2 separate regions of the Acanthopagrus latus genome follow, and region 2 is linked to region 1. Evidence: chromatin contacts called from public Hi-C data. All regions are on one chromosome and are shown on one strand. The core of a region is the stretch at or near the end of the contact, and the rest is flanking DNA. Distances in the headings are between cores, read along the strand shown.

Region 1 (2,892 bases), core at 276-2,775:
ACTACCTCAGAGATCCGAGGGCTCGTGAGACGATCCGACGATGGGAGAGGAAATAATCAAAACCAGAGTTCTGATACACAAATCTGTCTCCACTTTTTTGGATCTTTTCTCTAATTCTCAAGTTTCTGGGGAGAAACTGGATCGTTTGTTATGAAATGAAACCATGAGAGAAGTTTAAAGGGGGAAAGTGGTTGACAATGTGTCGATACAGAACCTCGGACCTGTGCAGCCAGCGGTCCAGACCGGGAGCTTTTGGGCCGGGCTGGGGCTAGCTGGTTAGCATCGCTAACTTCAACATGAAAAACTGTCATTTCTTCACATTCTGCTGTTCATTTCTGAGCATTTTCAACTAAAATTCTAACATACTGCACCACATGACTCTATGTGCTCTCTGTCACTGTGTTTAAAGATAATAGTGCCCATTAATATCACATACAAGCTCACCTCCACCTCTTTGTACTCGCTGTTAGAAGACAACAAAGGATGGAAACTGTCCTTGACCTGAGAGGATAAAACCTCGGGGAGCTCGTCCGGACGGTGGGCAGCTTGTGGACCGGGTCCCTGGTCCCCCCAAAACCTGCAGAGCTGAGAGCCAAGAGACAAAACAAGCAGAGGTTCAGCACCCAGACCACTAGGTGTCAGTGTGAGTCTGAGGACACGGTCCACATCCTCAACCTCCAGCACAACACTCACTTATATAAGGGCGCCCTCCTTCAGTCTCACACAGAAACACAGCTTACTTTCACACTGTGACACAATTTTAATCTGAGTTTTTATCATTTCTGTCGCCCTCCTCGTCCTTTCACGGGACCCTCAGCACCTCCAGTCCCTGCAGGACTCACTGATCTGCTGTGTTATTAATATTAATGCTCAGCTCAGTGTGAGAAAGCACAACGTCATCTCTTTTCTTCATCACTTCCTCCTGCCTCTTCATCACATGATGCAGCATTTCTTTACACTGACACTTGATATTCCTGCTGCAGTCTGTCAGTCAGTCAGTGCTGCTGCTGCTGCTGCATCCTCCTCCTGGATCAACCCCGCTTCACGCTCCCCTTCAGGTGGAGCCCCTGACCTCTGTGACTAACACCTCCACCTGAGTCAAGAGCAAACCCCCCCTTCCTCCTCCTCCTCCTCTTCTCCTCCAGCACCTCAGCCACACTCCTTCCCCTCCTGAACGCTCATCTTAATTACAGCAGGGCGGAGACATTGACATTTTTCTTGGAGTCTGAGGAATTACGTCTATTCTTGTTCTTGTCAGCGTCCCTGTGTGTAAACATTGTGATTGTAGGTTACAGTGCGTAAACGTGGAAAATGCCTATGGAATTGTTCCATATTTTGTGACTCTCACTCTCTCCCTCTCCTTTTTTTTTCTCTCCCCCCTTTTTTTTGTGCCTTTTCTCCCTTTAAGCACTTTTCCATAAAACGTCTCTGGACCATTTTTTTTTTTTTACCAGCCGTGAAGAGGAGGAGCGAGGGGTGGGGTGTGGAAGTAAGGGGCGTGTTTTGGTATATAATACCTCTCCCTGAGAAGTTTTGTTCTGTCGCCTGGTCTTTGGGACAGCCTCTCACACATCATCTCAGCCGCACCAACTGGGAAACTAACTCACCTGCAATCTCTCCGAAACCAAATAACCACCCCCCCTCCCAACCAACCCCTCCCGACGTTTTTGACTACTGCCATCTGACATGGAGACCCAGCAAAGACACGGACGCCACTCACTTTGCCACACCTGCCGGAGGACGGAGAGCAGCAGAATGAAGGTAACCAGAGGGAACAAATAGTTTCATGCGCCGGTTTTTTTGTTTTTTTTTTTGTGCCGTGCGGGTCTTGACAGACGTCTGACGGGGTTGTAACCAGGTTTTTTCTCTCGTGCTGTGCGAGTGAGACACATATACAAAAAAAAGAAAGAAAAAAAACACTCCTCCGGGCTGAGCAGATGCACTGATCGCATCATTTTTTCTCTCTTTTTTTCTCCCCTGTTTGGACATCTCTTTTAATTCGCATGCAGCAGAGAGAAAGTTGAGGATGCAGACGTGACATGGAGAGCTGGGAAGCATTCGTGCAACAGGTTACCTGATAGGGAAGGAGGAGAGCAGAGTTTCAGGGGTGTTTTATTTCGTGTGATGTTTTTGGTTTTTATTTCTGTTCTCTTTCTGTTGGGATTCTTGATGGCGCGCCGTTCTCTGGACTCTCTGGAGCAGCAAACAGCTGGTCTTTTCTGTCGGCAGATAGGGGGCGGTAGGTCTGAGGGTCAGTGAGCTCATCCCAGGGTGAGCAAGGGGAAAATAAATGCTGAGTCTGGCCTTTCGGATAGTTAACTATCGAGCAGCCGGTCTCGCAACTTTCTGGAGAGTTGTGTAAGAGCGCGTAAGGCAGAGATACCGTCTCGGTTTTTCCTCCAGAATAAGCACTTCTCCCAGGTGCGACACAGTGACAGCGGCTGATAACGGTGACGGGGGGAGGCAGGGAGAGAGGCAGGGAGGGGGAGAGAGAGGGGGGGAGGTGGACATATGCCATCATTTGTTTTACGCAGTTAGTAGGTCAATACATCAATACGTAGAAACAGCACCTAACTGTGGAAGTCGTACATCTTGTACAATGCGTAAAGTCTGGATCCAACATCTGGCTGTCATCTGGGATTTATTACTCAGAAGATTTTTTTTTAAAAAAAAATTTCATGTGTTTTTTTTTTTTTTTTTTAAATCAATGTCATCACTTCTGTAATGTTTGCATTTGTTGACCAGATGCTGTGTGTGTGCATGTGTGTGTGTGTGTGTGTGTGTGTGTCTGCAGGTCAAGAAGATGTCCTCGTCCAGTCGCGCGCTGCTCTTTGCACTGGCCCTGACGCTCTACGTGGTGGAGGTGGCCTCGGCGGAGACGCTGTGTGGGGG
Region 2 (2,892 bases), core at 216-2,715, 130 kb after region 1:
CACAACCACATATTTACCTTTTCATAGGTTTCACAGTATAAGGTGTTGCTATTTTGGCCAGTTGCAGTTATTGGTAAAGTGAAAATCTGTAAGCGAAAACTTACTCCATTGGGATGCGAAACTGGGCAGTGTCAGGAGGCTGCTCCTTCCCTGGTCTCACCAGCGTCAGGAACCAGTTGGGTCTGAAGATCCTCAGCTGAGGGTTACCCAGCTGGTAGAGAGGGTATCTGAGAGAAGAGGTGAACAGTTGTCACAAACACTATCAATTGATGACACCCTGTAATGTTTCATAAAATCACACTGAAACTTTGGAAGATATTAAAGCCACACAAGTGATCAGGTTGAAGTGTGCAGTGCAATTTTATGTTTTACATGCTATAGTCGTCTGTTGACAAACATGATAAAGGTGAAGACAAGGGAAAAAAGCTGTTTCAAAAGAAAGCTTTGTAATGAAGTTAAGATTACCCTTGCCAGACCACATTTAAGGGAGGCCATCAGTCCTACTATTATTCACCAGCTAGACAAAAACGTGTCTGTGTGCTTTCAGAGCCAGATTCATCAGAACTTTTTCACTTTTATCAGATGACCTGGTTCCACTGTGTGCTTGTTTATAACTTATCTGATCTGCTGCTTCTGGTTTTTCCCAGATATCAGCAAAACTACATGAACCTGGAATTATCCTATAACCTCGTTTTGAGCCTGTCATGCAAGAATAATATACATTCATCATCAGATCACTGACAAATAGGTGTTAATGTTGACATGACACGGGAAATAAAACATTATTTATAAATGTAGCATCATGGGCTAGTCTGAAGTGACAGATTTCATCCTTGGAGCGTGTTTGAATTCGTTAAAAACAAGTAATATGCCCTGATATAGTGTTTACAGACACAGGTGAGTTTCTTCACTATCTACCGATCATTAACAGCTACACGACAACCTGTCATAGCAACGTACATAGTTACTGCACTACGACACTAGCTGCACGTTAACGGCAGTTTGTTTGTAGCATAGCTAGCCACCGCTGGCTATGTTCGTGTCGTATAACATCATTTAAGAGTGAGTTATAGAGTTGAACACTAACAATGCGCATCGACAGAAGTGTATGATAAGTGAAAACAACGTTTACCAAAGGCTACATTCACACATGCTGGGTAACTAAGAGGCGGATACGCGCTAACGTTAGCTGTGTTTGCTAGCTTCCCAAATCATCAGAAGAGCGGAATAACAAAGATACAGTCTCTAGTTGAGGCGTCGTTTTGGGGGTTATTTACGACTAAAAACGAAAAGAAAAGGCTCGACACTCACAGTAGTCTTGTTACAGGCATCGCTGGAGCGGTTTGCTGTGAACCCTAAGCTACCAGCTAGCTGTTTTGTAGTCTTTTCAAGGTTGTCAAACGCTGTGCTGCACGTGCGTGGATGTACTTCCGGTAGCACTGGCACGGCGCAGGCGCACTGGAGTTTGCTTTATGCCCTTGAAGGAAAGTTCACAGCCCAGAGGCTTGGATTTATATAAATGGACTCCATGTCCACTGTAGGTATTTTTATTATAAGTAATGTGTTTTAGCCATTTAATCTCAGCGATAAGGCAGCAACAGATTATTTACAATCTGAATAACCACCAAGTGAAATCCAGTTATAAAGGCAGGTTGTAATAAATCAGAGGAAAGTGGCTAAAAATATAGGACAGGGGCACAGAAGTTTCTCACTATTCTGATGATATCTAACTATTAGTTTATATTTAAAGGCATGCCATCAATTGGTGTTTGTTAATTACAAGATTTAAACCTTCTTACCAGTACACACATGACACAGTTAGTGGTAGTAAGAGTACAGTAAGCAGACAAAACTGATTATGATGCAGTGCCAAGTAAATCTGCATGTGAGTGTTTCTCAACCCATTAATTCCCCCACATTTTCAGAAGAACTGGTCAAAGTACTCTGAGTTGAGTGTTTGATGGACCGTGGATTACATCTTGTTTTGTTTGCACACATTCAATATTAATCCTGAATTTTAATTTAATCTTGCACTTTGAAAAATTGTGTTTTATTCATATGCACATGCGGAATATGGACATCTTTGCCTTTGAAACAAAATCAATTCAGACATTGACACATTGTTTATATTTATTATAGCTGGATTGATGAAGTGGTAGATACTGTATCAATATATAGACATTTATTTATTTTTTTTAAGACACTATATCACTCACTCCAGAGTGCAATATAAGGACCTGCTTTGATTTCCTTGTTAGATAACAACAGAGTTCCCTTTCTTAAAAAATGGCTGTCCGTTTTGGGAACGCCGTTGCTGTTTTCTCGGGGCACATGTGATGAGACAGCAGCAGAGGGAGACCTCGTACCATGTCTCCTGCAGACCCTGTGCCCCAGAGTCTGACCTGACCTCACACCCACTACGGTGTGCCTGCAGCGGGGGTAAGAATGATTGAAGGCCCCCTGAGTGGAACATGAGTCTCTGGCTCAGCTGGTTCAGACCTGGCAGGAAATGGACCACAGTGACAGCCAGGGAGGGAAGTTTCCATCAGTTAAGATGCCATGGAGTGTGTGTGTGTGTGTGTGTGTGTGTGTGTGTGTGTGTGTGTGTGTGTGTGTGTGTGTGTGTGTGTGTGTGTGTGTGTGTGTGTATGGCAGTTAGGCATTTGATTATTATGCAGTTGTTGTAATGTTTACCAGTTGCTGCAGGTATTTATCAAACGCTGTCAGAATGTCCTGCTGTCCCGACAGTTGTTCAGCGGAGTTTTTAGCCACTTTCTTAGCCAATCAAATATTCTCTACCACCAGTTCATTGGTTGTTTACTTGTTCGTTGCTTTGGAACGGGTTCATCTGACAGCTGATATGAGAGTGTACTGGAGATTCATAGAGGTGGT

What was found. A called contact is a pair of places that touch in the nucleus more often than the background predicts.
Region 2: a Hi-C map of muscle shows a contact between it and region 1, with 9 times the contacts expected there. The contact joins the promoter of mrpl23 here to the promoter of igf2b in region 1. A contact is called at or near these places in 4 of 4 Hi-C or Micro-C datasets (liver and muscle).

What each region holds. Positions count from the first base shown.
Region 1 is chr8:3,558,195-3,561,086 of fAcaLat1.1, forward strand. It overlaps igf2b (insulin-like growth factor 2b), which reads left to right and starts at 1,526. Exons shown (of 4, transcript XM_037107026.1): 1 at 1,526-1,761; 2 at 2,795-2,892. The coding sequence starts at 1,687. It overlaps LOC119024335 (a long non-coding RNA gene), which reads right to left and starts at 2,763. Exons shown (of 4, transcript XR_005076450.1): 1 at 2,075-2,763; 2 at 445-585.
Region 2 is chr8:3,688,626-3,691,517 of fAcaLat1.1, forward strand. mrpl23 (39S ribosomal protein L23, mitochondrial) reads right to left here and starts at 1,466. Exons shown (of 5, transcript XM_037107493.1): 1 at 1,312-1,466; 2 at 105-227. The coding sequence starts at 1,331.